Linked DNA regions of Mus musculus: all the other regions are linked to region 3. The links are chromatin contacts, called in public Hi-C maps. All regions are on one chromosome and are shown on one strand. Each heading gives the region's core, a stretch centred on a gene start, on an enhancer-like site or on the middle of the called end of the contact. The rest is flanking DNA. Distances are from core to core; before and after follow the strand shown. Region 1 holds the start of Mfn1 (mitofusin 1). Region 2 holds the start of Phc3 (polyhomeotic 3). Region 3 holds the start of Plk4 (polo like kinase 4).

Region 1 (3,894 bases), core at 916-3,415, 8.3 Mb before region 3:
TTGCCCAGAGGCCAATTATTTGAAGACAGTTCCTCAATTGGGTGTTCCCTCTTCCCTGATGACTCCAGTTTATGTCAGTTGTCACTGGGATTGGACTCTGGACTTTGTGCACACTAAACACACTGTCACTGAGTTATTCGCCAGCCCCTAGGTACTGACCTGTCTTTGCTGTGCTTTGCATAGTATGTGCACACGTGTGAGTACATTAGCCGCTAGAGATCAACAGTGAGCAACGTTCACTATCAGTCTCCACCTTATTTTGGAAACAGTCTTTCTTTTTTGTTTTTTGTTTGTCAAGACAGGGTTTCTCTGTGTAGCACTGGCTGTCCTGGAATTCACTCTGTAGACCAGGCTGGCCTCGAACTCAGAAATCCTCCTGCCTCTGCCTCCCAAGTGCTGGGTTCAAAGGTGTGTGCCACCATGCCTGGCAAGTCTTTCAAAGAACTCAGCTCACTGATTTGCTAGCCTGGCCAGCCAGCTCCAGAGATTTCCCCACCCCCAGCATTATTGTTTTCCCCATGAGTGGCTAGAGATCTGGATCCAGGTCTTTATGCCATCACAGCAAGAACTTTACTGCTTGAGCCTTCTCCCCAGTCTCTTAAGTACTGATCCTTATTGGCTATATACCCTGGAAATAGGCAGTTCAAGGCCAGCCTGGTCTATGGAGTGAGTTCCAGGGCTACACAGAGAAACCCTGTCTCAAAAAGAAAAAAATCATTTTAAAAAATCTGGCCTGGGAGGCAAAGGCATTGGATCTCTGTGAGTCCAAGGCTAACTTGTTCTACATAGTGAGTTCCAGGACCCAGGACTGTCTATATAAAATGACACTGTCTCCAAAAAACAACCCAAAACAAAAATCTTCAAATTTAGGCAGAGTGAGAGCACAGATCTGAATTCTAGCACTTGGGAGGCTGTGACAGCGGGTTTGTGAGTTCTTTTTGTTGTTGTTTTGTTTTGTTTTGTTTTTTGTTGTTGTTTGTTTGTTTGTTTGTTTTTTTTGGAGACAGGGTTTCTCTGTATAGCTCTGGTTGTCTTGGAACTCACTTTGTAGATCAGGCTGGCCTCAAACTCAGAAATCTGCCTGTCTCTGCCTCTCGAGTGCTGGGATTAAAGGTGTGTGCCACCACGCCCAGCTCATGCTTGTTTTTTTAACTCATCCATTTTAGCACTGTCCTTCCTATGTGTCTTGGACAGTTTTTCTCCAGATATTCCCAGTAACAGTCCTGAAATGACCTGAGAAATGACATCCTTTCAGAAAACACATACCTCTTTGGCTCCACCTTGCTCATTTTTCTTCACTCTATCCTCTTGTCCTGATCTCCCCCCCCCCCCATAATAGCAGTCATAGTCTGAAATGATCTCATTCACTGTATTTATCCAACTTTTTTATCCAACTTTTATTTTTATTTATCCAACTTTTGCAGGTGCCCATCAATGTTTTAAGCACTTTACACCCTAACCCATTTACTTTCCCACAATTCATGAAGTAGGCATTTTTAGTATTTTATAGATGAGGTAGCTGCCATTCATATGGATAAAGGGGCTTCCCTGGCAAAAGCATCTCATTTGCTAACTCTGTAAAGAACCTCTCAGGACACATGCTGTGAAACCTCTCTTGGAAGGTGGAACATGTAGAGTCCTTGGGCTTCACCCTCGATCAATCAATCAATGGTTTAACAAGATTCCCAGGTGATTCCTAACAAAGTTTAAATCATGAACAATTAATTTTCTTGAGTAATACCTCTTACAGTAAGTAGACACACACAGCTCACTCCAGTAACCCCAGAAAACCAATCAAGACCAGAGCAATTGGAAAAGTCAAAGTTTTGACGACCCCCCCCCCCCCCCCCGCATGATAAACATCTATGTGGTTTTGGGGTACTTCTCCCCCTACACCCTCAGATAACCATGGACATCTTTTCACACTTGGCGCCTTTGAGCTTTGAAAACTCTGAAGGGAAAAACCAAGGGGAGGAGTTGGAAGGTGGAACAGAAAACAGCCCAGTGGTTAATAAGAACTCCTGCCCAAAACAAACCTCGCCTTCAGCCCTGAAGGAAAATGGCGCCCGCAATATATGCAGTTCTGGTCTCGAAGCGTCAGCCAATAGGAGATCCGAAGCGCCGGAAGTAGCCGCCCCTAGCCCCTCCTCTGGGCACCTCCCCTCTTTCGGGAGGATGAGACAGCCAGGGGGCTGTGGCGGAGCTGTGGTTGCTGGGTGACAGTGGGGAGCAGGGACGGAGTGAGTGTCCGCTGGCGGGTGGCGACGTCCGGGGTGACCTTCGAGCTCCGGACCGGCGCAGCGCGAGCGCCCTGACGGGCCGGGGCGGCGGGCCGGGCAAGGGCGACGGGCGGCCAGCCTGAGGGAAGGCCCTGTCCAGGTAGGAATCCACCCGGCTGGGCAGGCTCTCGGCCCACGCGGCTTCCTCTCCCCACGCACCTCCTCCGCGCCGTCAGTTCAGGATTCCGGAGGGAGCCACCCTCCTGGTGGCCACGGCGCTTCTTTTCACGCACACCAGCGTTAGCGTGTGCTTGTCTTTGGTGGCTTTTCATAGGAGCTTCCAGGTAGAACGTCTTTTACTTTAAATTCAACATTCCTTTAAGTTTGGGGACTTTGGCTTGAAGCCTTCCTTCATGCCTTCTTTAAGTCTTGACTCCGTAATTGTGACGAAAGCTGCTACCTTCTTGGTGTCTGTACTGCATTAAGACTTGGGCATTCTTTTATTTTCTTCGCTAACTGGGAAACTTAGTTTAGCTAAACTAGTTTCATCTTCACTCGAGGAAAATAAATTAGGGATTACAACCAAGATTTTTGTTACTAGCTTTTACCGATTTTACATTTATTTACATATCTACTCTTCCAGGATTGAAGATTGAGCCCCTCCCAGGTCTCCCATGCTAGGCAAATGCCATTGTATCCCTAAACCGGTTTCTAAACTGAGTGTCACTGAGAGACCCAGGCAAGCCTTGATCTCACTCTGTTGCCTCTTGTAGACTTGAATTTTCAGCTTTTCCTGTGTGACACTCCTGAGTAACTGAATTACAGGTAACATGACAGGAGGCAAATTTCTCTTTTTTTAATGGGAGATCACTCGAGAGTAATCTTTGGTTTCTGACTAACATGGTTTCTGTAAATAAATAAATAATACTAAAAAGTATTTTATCTATTTGGCCAGGTTAATTTTTTGCTATTAGGAAATTGAGGCATGAACTAGCAGGTATCAGACTAAGCATGATTTTAAATGTTTGCTCTGTTTTTAGATTTTTTAATGTGTATGTTTTTCTTCCATATACGGATGCATGTTTCACCACAGTTTCTGCGCAGTGCCCTTGAGGTCAGAATAGGGCATAAGATCCCCTGGAACTGGAGTTACAGGTGGTTGTGAGCTACCAATTTAAGTCCTTCTGAAGAGCAACAAGTGTTTTAAAGCACTGAGACATCTGCCTAGCCCTGGAGGCATGCACATTTCATTTCTTCTTTCTTCTTCTTCTTCTTCTTCTTCTTCTTCTTCTTCTTCTTCTTCTTCTTCTTCTTCTTCTTCTTCTTTTGTTTTTGTTTTTGTTTTTTATTTGTTTGATTTTGAGACAGGGTTTCCCTGTGTGTCCCTGACTGTCCTGGAACTTGCTCTGTAGACCAGGCTGGTCTTGAACTCACAGACATCCAGCTGTCTTTGAGTGCTGGGACTATGCGCCACCACTGCCCTGTTTTCATATGGTTTTTAAAATTATATTTAACTTATATGTGGAAGCGGTAGACTTTCACAGTTGGTGTTTGGAGGCAGAGAACAACTTGCTGGAGTTGGTTCTCTCCTTCAACCACTTGGTTTCTGGAGGATTGAACTTAGTCTCCTCCACCTGAACTGTTTTGAGAGATTTTGAGTTTTTCGTTTTGAACA
Region 2 (3,820 bases), core at 452-2,951, 9.8 Mb before region 3:
ATAAGAAATAAAGAAATAAAGTAGCAAATATAAGCAACTTCTTACATCTTTACAAAAATCCCCCCCCCACAGAAAATTGCTCTAAAATTTGGGGGTGTGGAATATAATTTATTCAGCTTCCAATGCACAACCAGTAAAGTACACGTTTGTACCAAACTTTCTAATCTTTTCCCTCCAGTATTATGATCTTATGTCATTTATGTTGTAGTACAAATTTTTACCCACTGAGAAATCTATACTTTAATAAAGCCAAGCCTCTAAGGGCTTCCATGCTGTTACAAACTAAAACCACAGTAGCTGTCACCCCAGGCTCAGAAGGCCCCATGAGAATCCACTGGATTCCTCCTTCCTTGTCTGTCTTTTTCTCCTGAGAAATAAAAGTTGAACCGGCTGGCATTCCCACCGTCGACAAGCCTGTAACAAGAACATTTACTTCTCTTTCTTAAAAATCAAAACAAAATAGGGTGTCACTACGTAGCTCAGGCTGGCCTCAATGAGACTCAGGAGTCTCCAGCCACCATAGGCTGTATTAACAGCTCCAATATACAAGGGAGAAAGTAAGGTGAAAGGAAAAACAGATGGGGCTGCTAACTTCTTTTAGTGGGAGCTGAATCACATTTTTAGACGTTCTGCTGTTCATTTCCTTCCAATCAGCAAACCACAGTATCATATGGCACCTGCTCAATACTACACTCAATCAGCAGTAAGGTAAAATCTTGAAACTACTGCGTGTCAAAACACTTTGGCACCGGGACCAATGGCATCCAAGCCACCACCGTAAACCCTGGCCTTTCAAAGTCTTATTCTGCTCAGCTGTGCTCTCAAAGCCCAAAGGCGGGCGAAGAAGACAGTGAGTTCTGACGAACCAAAAATGGTCAGGGAACCTAGACAGTAATTCTAAACATTGGATGTGTGCAACTGGGCAAACCATCGCTTTACATTTCGAGGCCTGGTACAAAAGAACACTTTCGGGGAGCGCACGGGCTTGGCACGGAAATACTTGCCGCGTTCAGCTCTGGCACTCCAGAGGCCTACCCGGGAACCTGAAGTTTCAAGTCGCCAACTGAGCATAGCATCACAGCGCTACCCAAGAATGCGGCCCTCCAGGGAGGGAGGCTCGCCGCCGCAGCCCGAGCCCGGAGGGGGACTGCAAGGAAAGGCCGGGGAGGTGGGGAGCCTCGGCCGTGGGCCGCAGCCGCTGTCCGGACGCCTCCCTGCGCCTCCCCGCGCCCCCGCCGCACGGACGGACGGACGGACGGACAGACAGACGGCTACGGGCCCGCAGGAGCCAGCGCGGAGGCCCGGCGGCGCCTGCCCAGCCGGACACACCTCGGCGGGGACCGCGGCTGGAATGACAGCCCCGGCCGAGCGCCGCAGGGCTCGCGTCCCGGGAGAGCCCGGAGACTAGGGTCCCCCGGGTAGCTGTGCGCTTAGGACCACACAGCCCCGGGACCGCACGGCGCAGCACGCACTCCCGAGGGGAGGCTGGCTGGACCTGCCATCCTCCTCCCACAGTCGGGCTTCTCCACCACGCCGTGGCTCCCGCCTCGCCTCCGCCCTGCACCGCCAGCCTCGGAGCCCCAAGAGCTGCCTCGGGGGAACGTGTCGCAGCCCTCACTCGCCCCCCGGTTACGACATCAGTCACCAGCAAGTCACTCACTCCGCTTCCGCCATCTTCTCTCCTCCATCACTAACACGAAGTGCGCATGCGCCTCCTTTTCCCCCTGCAAGAGCCAAGAGCCGAGGGGCGGGATCTGGGGGGCGGGGGGCGCAGAGGTCACGTGAGGCCAGCGACTGCCAGGCTCCCTCCCACCTCAACTCTCTCTGTGAGGTGGCCTGTGTTTCCCTAAGTGGTCCTTCCCAGACACCCTCTATTTCTATGGCTCAGAATCTTTGTCTTAGCCCGGGGTCTGCGACGAATATAGAAAAAGTTCTGCTTAGCGCTGGAAATGTAGAAGTTGCTAGAATACTTTCAGAAACGTGCATCAAGTCTTAGGTTCAATACCCAGCCCCACATAAACCAGACATGGCTAGGCCCTTAGAAAGTGTTGTTTTGAATAAAAATTCAAAGTCATCCTAGACTATATAATGTAAAACAGAAACCCCATGATCCTGGTTCTATAAGAAAGCAGACTGAACAAGCAGCAGCCCTCCACAGCCTCTGCATCAGCCTCTGCATCAGCTCCTGTTTCCAGGTTCCTGCCCTACTTGAGTTCCTGTTCTGATTTCCTTTGGTGATGAACGGTGCTATAGAAGTGTAAGCCAAATAAACCCTTTCCCTCATGTCCTGCTTTGGGGATGGTGTCCCCATACCTTGCAAGGGTAAGCTTCTGTTTCCTGAACCTAAGATATCCTGAAAACCATGCTTTTTAACCTCTGCTGAATTTGTAACCCCATGATGTATACTCCTTTGCCTTGCTAAACTCCTGAACATCTCTGATGACTCCCCTTCCATATAGTGTCTTACCCTTGTATACCTCACAGCCGGCCTTGAGCCCTGAGTCCCCCCATTCTTCTGTCCTGGTGCTAACAGCCAACGCTCTCAACAGCTGTAATCTATCAACCCTAATCCTTGCCCCACAACAGAGACCTCAAAAGCCAGTGAGGGGCTGCTTTCTGAAACCTGAACTTGGATGAGGCAGCCTTTAGCCAGTCTAAGTATAGCTTGCTTAATCAGACAGTTGTGGAAATGTTTTTCCCCACCTCGGGTCTAACAGAAATTTTAAGGCTAGCCTGGGATATGTAAGACTGTGTTTAAAAAAAAGAAAGAAAGAAAGAAAGAAAGAAGAAAAATTAACTACAACTATAAAACATTAAAAATATGTATCCAAAATAGTCTGAAAAGTGGATTTTGTAGACATACATACACAGTGTGACTTTGCTTCATAGATCCAAGAAATAAGCAAATCTCTGTTGCTCTTGACTGAGAAAGAAGCATAGTGATCGTAAACAGTGTCTCCTATTTCCTGAGATGAAGTGCACTAATCTCAGTGTCTCAGGGTTCCATTGCTGTGATGAAACACCATCCCCAAAGCAGGTCATGGGAGAACGAGTTTATTTGGCTTACACTTCTATATCACCGTTCATCACCAAAGGAAGTCAGAACAGAAACTGAAGCAGGGCAGGAGCTGATGCAGAGGTCATGGAGGGCTGCTGCTTACTGGCTTGTTCAGTCTACTTTCTTATAGAACCAGGATCACCAGCCACAATAGGTGGGGCCTGCCCACATTGATCACTAAGAAAATGCCCTACAGGCTTGCCTACACACTGATATTATTAAGATAGTTTCTCAGTTGGGGCTCCCTCCTCGCCAATGACTTTAGCCTTGTGTCAAGTTGGCATAAAATTAGACAGTACAACTGACCCCTTAGCAGTTTGACACAGAGACACATCACTGTTAAGCCACAAATTTTCCTTTCTTTCCCATCCCTGAGATCACACATAAAGACATCACAATATAAAACATTTTACAAACTTAGAAAGTCCCATAGGCTTTAAAAATTCAAACACTTACAAATCCAGGCTCTGTAAAATATCCAGTCTCTTTTAAAATCCAAAGTCTTTTAAAAACCTAATGTCTCTCAACTGTGGGTGCCTATAAAATCAGAAATACGTTTAAAACCTCCTTACTTCAAGAAGGAAGACCCAGAGCACAATCAAATCAAACCCAAACCAAACTCCAACTGTATAAATAGCACAGTATTTGATGTCTCAGACTCACTCACAATCTCCTGTGCTCCTCCTAAGAGCTTGGATCAAGTCTCTGACTCCACCTTCAGCAGCAACACAACCTGTCTTCCGGTATCCAGCTGACTCCGTG
Region 3 (3,480 bases), core at 790-3,289:
GAGCATAAAGAGGGTATTCTTTGATTATAGAGAATTCATTAGAAATATATATGAGCTCTGACACAGGTCTGAGAACATAGACTGCAGCTGACAATGAAGTGATAACACAAGGCAAATATATAAAGCAACAAAAAGTAACGAGGGCATGGATTTATATCAACAGACTATTAATGGGCTCTGATAAACTTTAAATACATGTGAAATATTTACAAAAACTCTGAGGCCACAAAATAAAGCCCAGGAATACCAAAGACATCTGCAAGACTTTTAAGCAACAGTCTAAATCATCTATGAAACTAGATCGGGTAGCACACATCTAAAATCTAGCTCTGGAATTCAAGGCCAGCCTGAGGTGCATAGCATGACCCTGAGTCATAATAATCTTATTTGCCTATTAAGACACTGCAAGGGAAATTCTAATATGCCAGTGTGCTTGAAATTAGAATTCTAGAATGTTAAATCATGTTGAAAATTGAGAGTGCTTCTATGAATGTAAACATTCCTTAAACTACAAATGAATCCATTAAATTGCAGGTTTTTGTTTTTGATGTGCAATCATTCCTGTGTGTACGTAAATTACGTGTTCATTATAAAGTATCTTCACACAAGCTCCATCCGGCAGGCACGGTGCTTTGTTTTCAAACAGCTTTGAGAAAGTTCTGTACATGAGATCAGCTTTTTTGTTTGTAGATTTTATTTTTATAACGTGAGTTTATGTGAGTATAGGTTTGTGTACATGAGTGCTATGTCGATAGGAGCCAGAAGGTGGCATCAGAGCCCCTGGACGTGGATAACAGGAGGCTAGCTGACAGCATTGAGTACTGATAGGCAAATATGGCTCTCTCCCACAGCAGCTAGGTCTCACTCACTATGTCGGTATCTCCTACCCCTGAGATGTGCACAGTGTCTGAAAAGCATGAAACTTGTGAAGTGATGCCTTGCTTGCAGGATAACGTGTTCATTTAAATATGTGTGGAGGTTGGCCTTAATTGTCTCAAGGATACTGCAGCCAAAGACAAAAAGGTCCTAAATGAGGACCTCACTCAGCATAGAACCTTTTAAAAGTGCCCGCTAGCCTATTCCTCTTATTCCTAACTATAAATTGCCCTTGGAGACACAGGCCCCCACTAAGACGACTCATCTTTGTTGATAGACCCCCTGACCACCCAGGTGCCATCATCTCTGATTTGCTGTCTTTCCAAATGAATCTTTCCTTGCCTCACTTCTTGTCCTGGAATCACTGGCATTTGGGGATAGCAATCTAGACCTGGATTGGAACACTATTAGGAGTTGAGATAAAACACAGACACAGAGAGAACACACTATTGAGGATCTTCAGAAAACAAGTCACTACTTTGGATCTTTTTGCATCTGATTAAAAAATCTCAAAACAATTAGGCTAAAAAGCAAACCCCTGTCGGATTATTTACTAGCAACTAATGTAAAGATCCATACCACTACTCTTTCTTCAAAACATTTTTAGAGGAAAATGACTTAGCCTAGGTCACTCACATATGGCTCAAAATAAATTTGTAAGATTGGTAGCCCAGGTTAGCCTGGAACTCCTTAGAGTCCAAGAATGGACTGACTCAACCCCAGTGCGTCGCTGTGTCCAACCTTTAATATCTGTCCGGGCAGCGGGTTGCTGGGAAAGAAGAAACTAGAACCCAAGGACATGTCCACGCTTGGAAAGCATTTTACCACTTAGGTACATCCCCAGGCTTTTTTTACTTTAGAGTCGGTGTTTTCCCTATACAGTTCATCTTAAAGCACCACACATTAATAGCTGTAAAAAAGGAAAATGGCACAACGGTGTACATGGTGGGCTGGCGGGTTCGGGGCTGTTCTAAGGAAAGTAATGGACTTTTCCCCCTAGTTCTCTTTAGGCCAAACCTACACACTTATTTAAAAGACTTTCTGCGGGAAGCCAAAGCCCTATTATCCTTCAGGTCAAAACGTAACCTATTATTAGCGTCCGCGCTACGGTCAGTCGTACACTGACCGCTTTCCGTCAAACTTAAAACCCACTTCCGGCCTAGAGCGAGGGAAAGCCCCTGCTGCGCATGCGTGTCGGTCTCCGCCTCTAAGAAGTGGAGAGTGTGCTGACGTCACCGCCAGGCTGGCTCGTTCGGAGACCGGCGGGAATTTTTCAAAATGGGAGCTCCGGGGCGCCGCCCAGGCCTCGGGAGGTACCGGGGGTACCTTTCGGTGGCGTTGGCGGCGTCGCCAGCGGCGGCGTAGAGAAGGCGTCCTGATGGGCGCCAAGACCTGCTGGCTTCTCGGAGCGCTGCCTCGGAGGGACTGCGAGAAGGCCGAGCCCCGGGCGCCGGCGGCTCGGGAACATGGCGGCGTGCATCGGGGAGAGGATCGAGGTGAGGCCGGCGGGCGCGGAGCTGAGGGAAGGTCCGATGGAGGCGGACTCTGGTATTCCGGGACCCAGTGAGCTGAGGTGAACCGAGCGCAGTGCTGAGGGGAGGTCCATTGTGGCTCGGCACAAACACACGGGAGACCAGACGGGTTAGCGGGCTGAGGCTGAGGCCCAGTCTGGCTCAGGCGCTCACTGGTGCTCAGTGACACTAGTAAAGCGGGGATGAGGCGGGCAGGCGCGGTGGCGGTGGCGGGGCTGATCGCCGAGGGACAGGCGAAGCGACCCGCCCCCTGGAGCCCCGCCCGGAGGGGAGCGCCTTGTACCCCGCAGGTGTGTCTCCAGCTGCGGGCCCCGCCCGGTCCTGGTCCCTTGGCGTCGGGTCCGCACTCCCGCCTCCAAAGCCGCGCTCCGCTTGCCCCCTCCCCGGGGATGGCGGTTACCGTGGCGGGAGCTGCGGCGGGAACCTGGTGGGCCAGAGGAGGGACCCGAGCTAACCAGCTCATTAGAGTCCTTAGCCTCCATCAGGGAGGGAGCTCAGAAAATCTCTCAGAGCGTCAAGATGCCTTCCACCCCAGACACCTGCATCATCGAGGTGTGGCAGCTGCTTGAACCATGTCTCCTTTTCTCTTTGGCCCATTTCACATCCCATCCCCTACCCAACTTTCTTACTTTCTAGATCTGCGATTCCTCACGTGTAATCCTTAATTTTTTTTTTAAAAGGACTTTAAGGTTGGAAATCTACTCGGTAAAGGATCATTTGCTGGTGTCTACAGAGCTGAGTCCATACACACTGGTTTGGAAGTTGCAATCAAAATGGTAAGAATGTATTAGTTATTGTTTCTTCAGTATTTTTGCAAGGTACTAGAGAGCAATGAAGGCATGCTATTTAAAATGTCCCACTCATTATCTGCTAAAGACTGCACCTTGCCACCCTGCCAAATGTGTGCATTTGTAATAATTGCATAATACATTGCATAACCAAAAGACAGCTGTTAAGTACAGCATCTGAATTTAAGGACATTTAAGAGACTCTTAACCTTGCTTAAGTGAAGTTTTATACTTTACTAGGGTTCAGGAGACCAGTACATTTTGTTGCTATGAATACTTAAGGT

Evidence for each region. A called contact is a pair of places that touch in the nucleus more often than the background predicts.
Region 1: a Hi-C map of B cells shows a contact between it and region 3, with 6 read pairs. The contact joins the promoter of Mfn1 here to the promoter of Plk4 in region 3. A contact is called at or near these places in 1 of 39 promoter capture datasets (pre-B cells) and 1 of 484 Hi-C or Micro-C datasets (B cells).
Region 2: a Hi-C map of CD8 T cells shows a contact between it and region 3, with 5 times the contacts expected there. The contact joins the promoter of Phc3 here to the promoter of Plk4 in region 3. A contact is called at or near these places in 2 of 484 Hi-C or Micro-C datasets (CD4 T cells and CD8 T cells).

Annotation. Positions count from the first base shown.
Region 1 is chr3:32,527,317-32,531,210 of GRCm38.p6, forward strand. Mfn1 (mitofusin 1) reads left to right here and starts at 2,166. Exons shown (of 18, transcript NM_024200.4): 1 at 2,166-2,379.
Region 2 is chr3:30,967,714-30,971,533 of GRCm38.p6, forward strand. It overlaps Phc3 (polyhomeotic 3), which reads right to left and starts at 1,702. Exons shown (of 15, transcript NM_001165954.1): 1 at 1,661-1,702. The coding sequence starts at 1,674.
Region 3 is chr3:40,797,912-40,801,391 of GRCm38.p6, forward strand. Plk4 (polo like kinase 4) reads left to right here and starts at 2,040. Exons shown (of 16, transcript NM_011495.2): 1 at 2,040-2,372; 2 at 3,089-3,184. The coding sequence starts at 2,343.